Linked DNA regions of Sus scrofa: region 2 is linked to region 1. The links are chromatin contacts, called in public HiChIP or PLAC-seq maps. All regions are on one chromosome and are shown on one strand. Each heading gives the region's core, a stretch centred on a gene start, on an enhancer-like site or on the middle of the called end of the contact. The rest is flanking DNA. Distances are from core to core; before and after follow the strand shown.

What was found. HiChIP or PLAC-seq counts read pairs in DNA pulled down with a chosen protein or histone mark.
Region 2: an H3K27ac HiChIP or PLAC-seq map of alveolar macrophages shows a contact between it and region 1. The contact joins the promoter of APLP2 here to the promoter of PRDM10 in region 1. A contact is called at or near these places in 2 of 5 promoter capture datasets (fetal liver and liver), 14 of 47 Hi-C or Micro-C datasets (adipocytes, alveolar macrophages, brain and 8 more) and 2 of 2 datasets of contacts at active chromatin or transcription factors (alveolar macrophages and skeletal muscle).

Annotation. Positions count from the first base shown.
Region 1 is chr9:56,747,028-56,751,432 of Sscrofa11.1, forward strand. PRDM10 (PR domain zinc finger protein 10) reads right to left here and starts at 2,460. Exons shown (of 22, transcript XM_013979568.2): 1 at 2,336-2,460.
Region 2 is chr9:56,796,576-56,800,980 of Sscrofa11.1, forward strand. APLP2 (amyloid-like protein 2) reads left to right here and starts at 2,206. Exons shown (of 17, transcript XM_021063158.1): 1 at 2,206-2,442. The coding sequence starts at 2,338.

The DNA.
Region 1 (4,405 bases), core at 1,210-3,709:
ACCAAGTTTCTAAAAATGTTTTCTACACACACACAAAAAAAGATTTGAAGCACACCAAAATATCAGTAAAGACCATCTCTGATAATTGTACTTCAGCTAATTTTTACTTTTTATACTGTTTCTATATTTTCTACAATGATCATGTATTACTGTTAAAATTAGAAGGAAAAAAAAAATTTAGACAAGTGGAAATTGAGGCAGTGCCAACCAATTCAGGACTGCACTGGAATGATATATCATCTCTTATGCCACCATAATCTCTTGGTAAAAAACACTGAGGGCCCTTGAAGACTTGAACTTTGCCTCACCTGATACACACTCGATTACATTCACATGTACAATACACGGGGCACCTGGTGGAGCACATTGCAAAACATCAGAAAATTAAAAATAGCTTATTTAGAAAAACAGCCAGCAGTTTTAACATCCTCCCAAAACAAATAAGAGGAGAGCCAAGAGCCAGGGCTCAAGGAATAAACGAATAGAGATACAGGGTGGGAAAAAAGTTTCGGTTCAAAATTTTTAAATGTGCATATTTAATACTAATTCAATCACTTTAAAACGGTTTATATTATGTCAATTTCACTTCACTTTAGAAAGTAAACCCAGGCAGTTTCCACGGTAGCTCAGCGGTAAGGAACCACACTAGGATCCACGAGAAGGCGAGTTCAATCCCTGATCTCGCTCAGTGGGTTAAGGATCCGGCGTTGCTGTGAGCTGTGGCGAAGGTCGCAGACACGACTAGGATCTGGCAATGCTGTGGCGTATAGGCTGGCAGCTGCAGCTCCAATTAGACCCCTGCCTGAGAACTTCCATATGCAGCAGGTGCGGCCCTATAAAGAAAGAAGGAAAAAAAAAAAAAAAGCCCAGAAGTTACTTTGTAAACGTATCAGGTTGAATCAACATTGCTTTAAGCAGAGCTTGCCTCGATCTTTTTTAATTTAGTTTTTTTCAATTTAGAACATCATATAAGTACAGTTCCTCAACACAGAAGCGCTTGCGGTGCTGGGGGTGGAGTGGGCAGTGTACCAAAAACACACACAGTACACCTTCCTGCCTTCAAAGAGCTTACAGCAAAAGGTGGAGAAACAAAGGAATGCGTCAGAAAAAGAGGCCGCAAACCCTCACGAGTGATTTGTTTTTTATGAAGTGCTTCTGAGTTTAAAGAACTTTGGGGGACGACCAGCCGGGCAAGATTTGAATAGGCTTCGAATGGCACATGGCCCAGCTGGGTGCGAACCCTCTCAAGCTTGATCCTCGACTTCAGACCTAGAAGGAGCCAGCCTTGTGCTTAAACGTACACAAACATTGACTGAAAATTGATCGGAACCCAACCAACCCGCCAAACAAGGCTAAGCACGAACGCACACAAAATTCGACAAATCTGCGTTCACTTGACTTAGCAGAGCACCCGAGATGTGGCCACAGGCTAAAAAGTGCTTAAGCAAAGCTGACGATAGGCTGGCAACTCAGTACCGCCAACCCGCTTCCCAAAGGCCTGTGGCTCAAGCCTCCGCACCCGTCCCCGCCGCCCCAGAGCAGAGGTGGACCTCGGCCTGCGCCCTGCCCACCGCGAACACTGTCCACCAAGAATGCCCCAAACGGGCCATCCATCCCTCGCCGGGTCCCGGGACGCCAACTTGTGCATAAGGAACTAGGAGCCAACAATCAATGGCAAGACGGTGGCGCGGCCTCCCGAGACAAAGCAGGGAACCCAGACCACTGAGCCCGCCGGCCCCTAGTCCAACGCCGCGCCGCCGCCCCCGCGCCCGCCAGCTGAGACCGCCTGCTGCACCCCGAGCGCCCGCCGCACCCCAAGCGCCCGCCCAACCGCCGCCGCAGAAGCGTGCAGGGCGCCCAACCGCCGTCCCGGCCCAACCAACGCGGGCAGGGGAGGAGAGGTGCGCGCGGCCGGCGGAGCGTGCGAGCCGCTCGGGGGTCGCAGGGGGGAGGCTGCGCGCGGGGAAGGCAGGGCGAAGAGGCGCCGGAGCCATGGCTGAACACAGCGCCAGGAGGGGCTCGGGTAGGGGATTTTGCCCCTTTCCCCTTGGAAGGTGCAGATGGTTTGACCCCCCACCCCGAGTGAGGTGCCTTGTCCCAGCCCCGGCTGGACTGTACCATCGGGCGGTGCCGCCGGGATTTCTCCCCCCCACCACCATCACCAAGCTCCCCCCCCACCCGGGTCCGCGGTCGGTTGGCCCCGGCCGGGCTCTGAGACGCGGAAAGAGCTTGGCGCCATTTTGGGTGGGACTAAGCAAAGACGAAACACCCTCCCAGTCGATGGGGTACTCTGGACGCTGGCTTATCCGGTTCCCTTAATCCTTTAGGTACTTACACGACGTTGGGTGAGGGGAGCTGGTAGATCAGCGGGTCCCCGATCCTCTCTCCCTAGGGGTGATGGAAATCAAACCCCCCCGCCACCTCCAGGTGGTTCTTCCCGCCGCAGAGTGGGAGCAGCATAAAAGGCGGGGCTTCATTAGCATAATCTGCCTGGCAACCTGATCTCGGCGTTATATGATTGGTTGAACTCTGTAAACTCCTTGCCCTGCCGAAAGACGAGTAACGCTGGGGCGAACTGACAGGCCCAGATTTAAGACTCATGACGAAGATCCTGAGACGCTTATTCAGTCGGTGGAGAAGCCAAAAGGAGATTCACACAATGGCCCAATGGCTGAAGGCCTCTTTATTTCGTGCTCTGCTGTTCGTTTAAAATCCAATCAAAGAGCGGGTTTCGGGCAGCGTTCGCCTGCGTTTGTGCTCTAAGCCAATCAGAAGAGCCGACTCTTCGGATTCAGGGTCAAGACAGCTCACCGGGACCCGCCGTGGCCCAGGTGGGAGAGTTCCAGCCTCTGTTCTTCGGGTGGCAGCTCGCCAGCCTCAGTGCCCCAAGTGGGAGGAGGGACTGCAAGTCTGTCGGGTGTCAAGCCTTCCCCGCACGCACCCGAGAGCCCTAGCCCTGAGAGCTGCATCCCGGGACACGGTGGGCCAAGCGCACGCCCGCCTGCTCCGGCCTCTGCTGCCAAATCCACGCCACGAGCGGGACCCGAGCGGAGCCGGCCCACGGCGTCTAAACTCAACCCTGCAGACCCAGGGAGCGCCGGTCTGAGTCTCTCCTTTCCTTTTACCATTCTGAAAAATTTCACAAACATGAAGTGTTACGAAACACTGGTTAACCAAAGACTTAGCTCTGTTTTCTTAACCTCAGGCTCCCACATCGTACCGTCCCTCAAAACTGCCTCTGCAAAGGAGCCAAGTGCAGAGAAATGAGCTCAGACTCTACAATAAAACACCAGCTCTAGTTCCCCACCCCTAATATGAATAGCAGCTAGAACTTGAAGAGACCTAGAGCCTTTCCACGTACAGGGAACAATTATCCCATCCATGACATCTACCTTGCTATGTTGTTTAGAAGACTAAGTGGGATTTACATGTAAAATACTTAGCACACTAGAATCTAAACGGATAAAAGTGTTAACGGCGATAGGAGTTTCCTTGGTGGCTCAGAGGTTAACGAACCCGAGTAGCATCATGAGGATGCTGGTTCAATCCCTGGCCTTGCTCAATGGGTTAAGGACCTGGCGTTGCAGTGAGCTGTGGTGTAGGTCGCAGACAAGGCTCGGATCCAGCGTTGCTGTGGCTCTGGTGTAGGCTGGTGGCTACAGCTCCGACTGGAGCCCTAGCTTGGGAACCTCCATATGCCAGTGAGGCCCTAGAAAGACAAAAAAAAAAAGACAAAAAAAAAGTGTTAACGGCGATAAAACATGCAAAATTGCTAAACTACTGGCTAACCAACAAAAAAAAAAAAGTACAATTAAGCAAAACAATAGAAAACAACGTGGGTGAAGGAGAGGAGGATGTAAAATTTATTCAATAATATTCCTTTTGCTGTTTTATTTATTTATAAAACTGGAGGAGTTCCTGCCCTGGCACAGTGGGTTAAGAATCCGGCTGCAGCGAGTCACTGCTATGGCACTTGTTCAATCCCTCTCTTGTCGCAGTGGGTTAAAGGATTTGGCCTTGCCACAGCTGTGGCATAGGTCACAACTACTAGTGGGATTGAGTCCCTTGCCCAGGAACTTCTATATGCCAAGGTGCAGCAATTTAAAAAAATATACGTATTAACTATTAAATTTGTACACAGAACTCTCTCCTATACAAGTATTGAATATGGACTATGTACCAATCACTGTTCTAAACAGTGAGAATGGGAATAGAGAACCAAAAGCAAAAAGCTTCTGCTAGAGTTCCCGTCGTGGCGCAGTGGTTAACGAACCCGACTAGGAACCATGAGGTTGCGGGTTCGATCCCTGCCCTTGCTCAGTGGGTTAACGATCCGGCGTTGCCGTGAGCTGTGGTGTAGGTTGCAGACGCGGCTCGGATCCCACGTTGCTGTGGCTCTGGTGTA
Region 2 (4,405 bases), core at 956-3,455, 49 kb after region 1:
TTCATGCTTTTTAGTATCATACATTCATTTTTCATTGCATCACACAAATTGGTGAAGACAGGCTTTTTTTTTTTTTTTTTTTTGAGGACTGCACCTGCGGCATATGGAAGTTTCTGGGCCAGGGGTTGAGTTGGAGCTGCAGCTGCTGTCCTACATCACAGCCACAGCAACGCCGGATCTGAGCCTCATCTGTGAACTTCACCTCAGCTTATGGCCATGTCAGTTTCTTAACTCACTGAACAAGGCCACGGATCCAACCCACATCCTCATGGACACTAGTTGGGTTCTTAACCCACCGAGCCACAACAGAAACTCTTATAAGACAGGTTTTTAATATTCACGCTTGTTAAGGAAGGAAAGACAATTCAAATGATGAAGGCTTACCCATAGTGACTCAGCTGCACTAGTCAGTTCCGGCTGCCATAATCCAGTACAACAGACTGGGTGCCTTAAACAACAGAAATTTCTTTCTTGGTTCTGGAGGCTGGCAAGTCCTACAGCGTGGTGCTGGCCAACCTGGTGTCCCATGCTGAGGACACTTTTCCTGATCTCACTATGTCCTCACATGGGGTGGGGGTGGGATGGGGGTGGGGAAAGAAAGCAAACTCTCTGGTCTCTTATTATAAGAGCACTAATCCCCTTTGAGGGCCCTTACCCTCAAGACGTCATCTAATCCTAATTACCTCCCAAAGGCCCCATCTCTGACTACCAACCTACTGGGGGCCAGGGCTGCAACATAGGTGAATGCTGGGGACGACACAATTCAGTCCAAAGCAGCAGCTGAACTAGGACCAGTGCCACAGAAGTGGTTTCAGTGATGCTTCACAAATGTGTGATGGGGTATGGAGGGTGAGATAACCTGCAGTATGACATATATCCATATCTTGTCAGTGGCACAAGGGCTATGGAAATAACCAGGGGAACAAGTGCCATAATGGGGAACAGCACTCTGGGGATTCAGAAACAGATGGCTACCTCCAAGCGAGCACAGGAAGATGAAAATGTTTTCAACGGGTAAATGTTGGAGCGAGGACAGTGCAGGCATGGGAACGCTCTGTAGTGGAAAGGTGCGGGCTGCTTTTGGGCAGCGGGGTAGATAGAGCTGTTCAATCACAAGAACGGGCATGCCACGCAGAGGCTGGAAAATGCAGCGTTCTCCTCACCGTGTGCTCTGTGGACACTGCCTCTTCCTTTTTAGAGACTCTGGTCTCTATTTATTTGGAAACTAGCAAGGACTCTGCAGGGGGTGGTCCATAAATCACGAGGCTATTGAAAGGAAACAAAGCCAGAGGCGCCCCAGCCCTGGCCAGGCCTTGGCAGCTGAGGACCAGAGCAGCTGAATGTTTCCTGAAGTGGAAAAGCAGTGGAGCAAAAAGGCAGAGGGAAGCAGGTCTCTTGCTAGTCATCTTAGACTGAAGAAAGAAAAATGCTTTTTTCCTAAAACACACGAGGAAGGCGACCTTGGGCTTTGAGGTCCTTGCCCAGCTGGTCTGCAGTAGGAGGACGCCATCCTAGGTTCGAGTCGCCCCTGGGAAGGAAGGGTAAGGGTGAGGCCTAAGGAACAGAGGTCAAAAGCCTGGAAACACTGCGGGGGCGGAGCCCTTCAAGGAGCGACAAAAGGGCGAAGTCGGCTCCTCGCGCTGGAAAGGGGCGCGCCCTGCTCAGGGTCGAAGCGGAGGAAAGCTGCCTCATGGCAGCCCTTCCTCAGCCCAAGAGGAGGGCCTTCAGCAACCTTGCCTGGCCTCGGAACAATTCATCCTGGTTTTTAAAATCCTGTTTTTAATAAAAGATTTTCAGAACCAAAAAGAGGGCGGTACCCAAAGGAATCTGGAAAATACCCCGCAGGGGCGGGGGAGCGGGGCGTGCCCTTATCAGGCGGCAGCAGGCGAAGACACGGGCGCAGTGCGGACGGATAACTGTGCCGCGACGCTGGAGCCCGAGGCGCGCCCCCGACTGGAACCGAACCTCGGCCTCCCTTCCACCCACCCGCGCACACCCCCGCGCTCCGGGGGCTGTAGGGTCTAGGCTGGGGCGGGGCGTCAGCGGCCGAGGGGCGGGGCCTTGTGGGGGTGCGCGGCAGGGGCGGCGGGGTGCGGGCTTTTCCGTCCCCTGATTGGGTCTGGGCTGAACAAGGGGCGGGGTCTTGGGGCGGTTCTGCGGGCCAGCATTGGGCTTCGGAAATGGAGGGCGTGGGTTTGTGAAGTCAGTTCCGGTTGGTGTAAAACCCCCGGGGCGGCGGCGAACTGGCTTCAGTTGCTTCAGGGTCGCGGTAGGGAGAGCTTCGAACGTCGAGGGTGCGATTTTTGAGAGCCGACCGCAAGTGGGACCCGGCGAGGGATGGCGGCCACCCGGACCGCGGCCGCAGCTGCCACGGGCAAATTCCTCCTCTTATTGCTGCTCGGGCTGTCGGCTCCCGCTGCGGCGCTGGCCGGCTACATTGAGGTGGGGACCGGGCGAGCGCCTGAACCCTTTCTCCTGCGCCCGCCAAGCGAGTGCGGCCTGCGGGTCCGAGCCAGGGGCGCGGGGCGCGGGGAGGTGGGGGTGGTCCGGCGCTGCGGCGGTTCTGGCGCGCCTCCCGCGCCCGCCCCTGCTTGGCGCAGTGCTTAGCCCTCGAGGTCGGGCTGCCTCTGCCGCCGCAGAGGCCAAATGAAAGGCATCGAGGTTGCGGGGGGCGGCGGGCCGCCTTGGCCTCCCCAGCCCCCATCCCTCCTGCAGCGCTGCCCCATCCTCTTGGGACCCCGCGCGGCTTAGATCCCTCACCCGCCCTCCCCCGGGATCACGCGAGCCTCTGCCGTGCGCCCCGCGGTGGCCCGCAGCCCCGGACCCAGTGCGGCTGGACTCGCTCCGGGCGCGGCCGCGCAGACCCCAACCCGGGCTGGAGCAGGCAGTGCGCTCCCCGCGCGGTCTTGGGGTTTCCCACCGGGAAGCGGTGGATGCGGCCTTTGTTGGCGAGGTGGGCCGAGCGGCGGAGATGCGGGCGCCTGGGAAGTGCGGCTGTGCCCAGGCGAGCGCCTCTCGGACTGCACCGAAGCAGGCTACTGTCCCCCGCAGCGGGTGTGCCCTCTGCTTCTGTATGCCCCTCTACCCAGATCCTCCGCCCTGGCATCGGGCCTTCGGGAGAAATTGTTAAATATAGCTGTTTGCCTGCATCTAATAAACAAGGGGACCCCCACCCCCCCCTTGCTGTTGGTGTTGCTCCCTTATGTGGTGGGTTTCGGCGAGTAGGGACGGTTCTCGTTTTACGTTGTAAAAAGTCTTTGGTTTAATCTTACTTTTTTAGTATAAGTAGTTTTTCTGCAACTGATAATCCCGTAGACATCTTTGTGTCGCAAGGTGCTTAAGTGTCTGGGTTCCAGGGTGACTCGCTGGGGTGCGTGGGTCTGCGGCGTGGCCTGGACATTGCCGCTTCATAGAAGCCTTTCTGTTCCTGAGGGAGACGTGGGGCTTTATTTTTACTTGCCTTCTCCAAATAGTGCGTGAACTGTCGGACTGGAATGCGTTTCTGGTGTAGTTCATTTCCCCTCTTCACTCTTTTAAAAATTGCAGTGGATTTCTGCGTATTTGGCTAATTGCACAGGGAAGTGAGACTGGATTTGATTACCTGGGCATTGACTGACAGTAAAAACTTTGACTTATAAAAACCCCAAGTTAGAATATATTCTTCAGCAGCGTGTTTAAATATTTGCACCATCAGAATAAATCTAATCAAGAACAAACCTCCATGGAACGGCTTAAAACGTTTGTATGCATCAAAGCTTTGATTCTTTAGGGGAGAAAAAAAGTTCAGTTTTGAGTAGAATTACGGTTCATATAGGCATGCTTTTAGATTAGGATTTTTTGTGTTTTCCACGCAATTCTTATATTTATATCTGATTCCCTATATAGTGTTGCAGGGAAGTGAGCTAGATCAGTGGATGGGAGGGGGAGGAAAAAGGATTGTGTACGGAACATAGAATTTAACTCTCAAGTCAGGGTGTCAGAAACGATTGTTCACTTTTTTGCCTCACTTCCCGGGGTGGGGGTGGGGTGGGGGTGGTATGAGTAACTTCAGGTGCTAGTGAATTCACTATAAAGGCTTCTTCAGTTTCAAAGGACATCTTCCTCTCCGGTTTAAGCAGAATATTAACACTTGTGTGCCCGCAGATAAAGAGAAATTAACAGTATCAGAATAGGTGTTGTGTATTAAATTTGGTTATTACCCATGTCATTGTTCAGTTGAAAAGTCTGGCTAGGCAGAAAGTAGGAATTAGACATTTCTCTAAAATGGTTTTTTTCATGCTGTTTTATGAAACTTCTCTTCTTTGGAACTGTTTTTTTGCCCACACTTGCTAAATTATCTTTCACGTGGTTTTTCCTTTTGTCCAGCAGGCAGAACTTCCCTCATATGTCTATAATTTGATGTGGC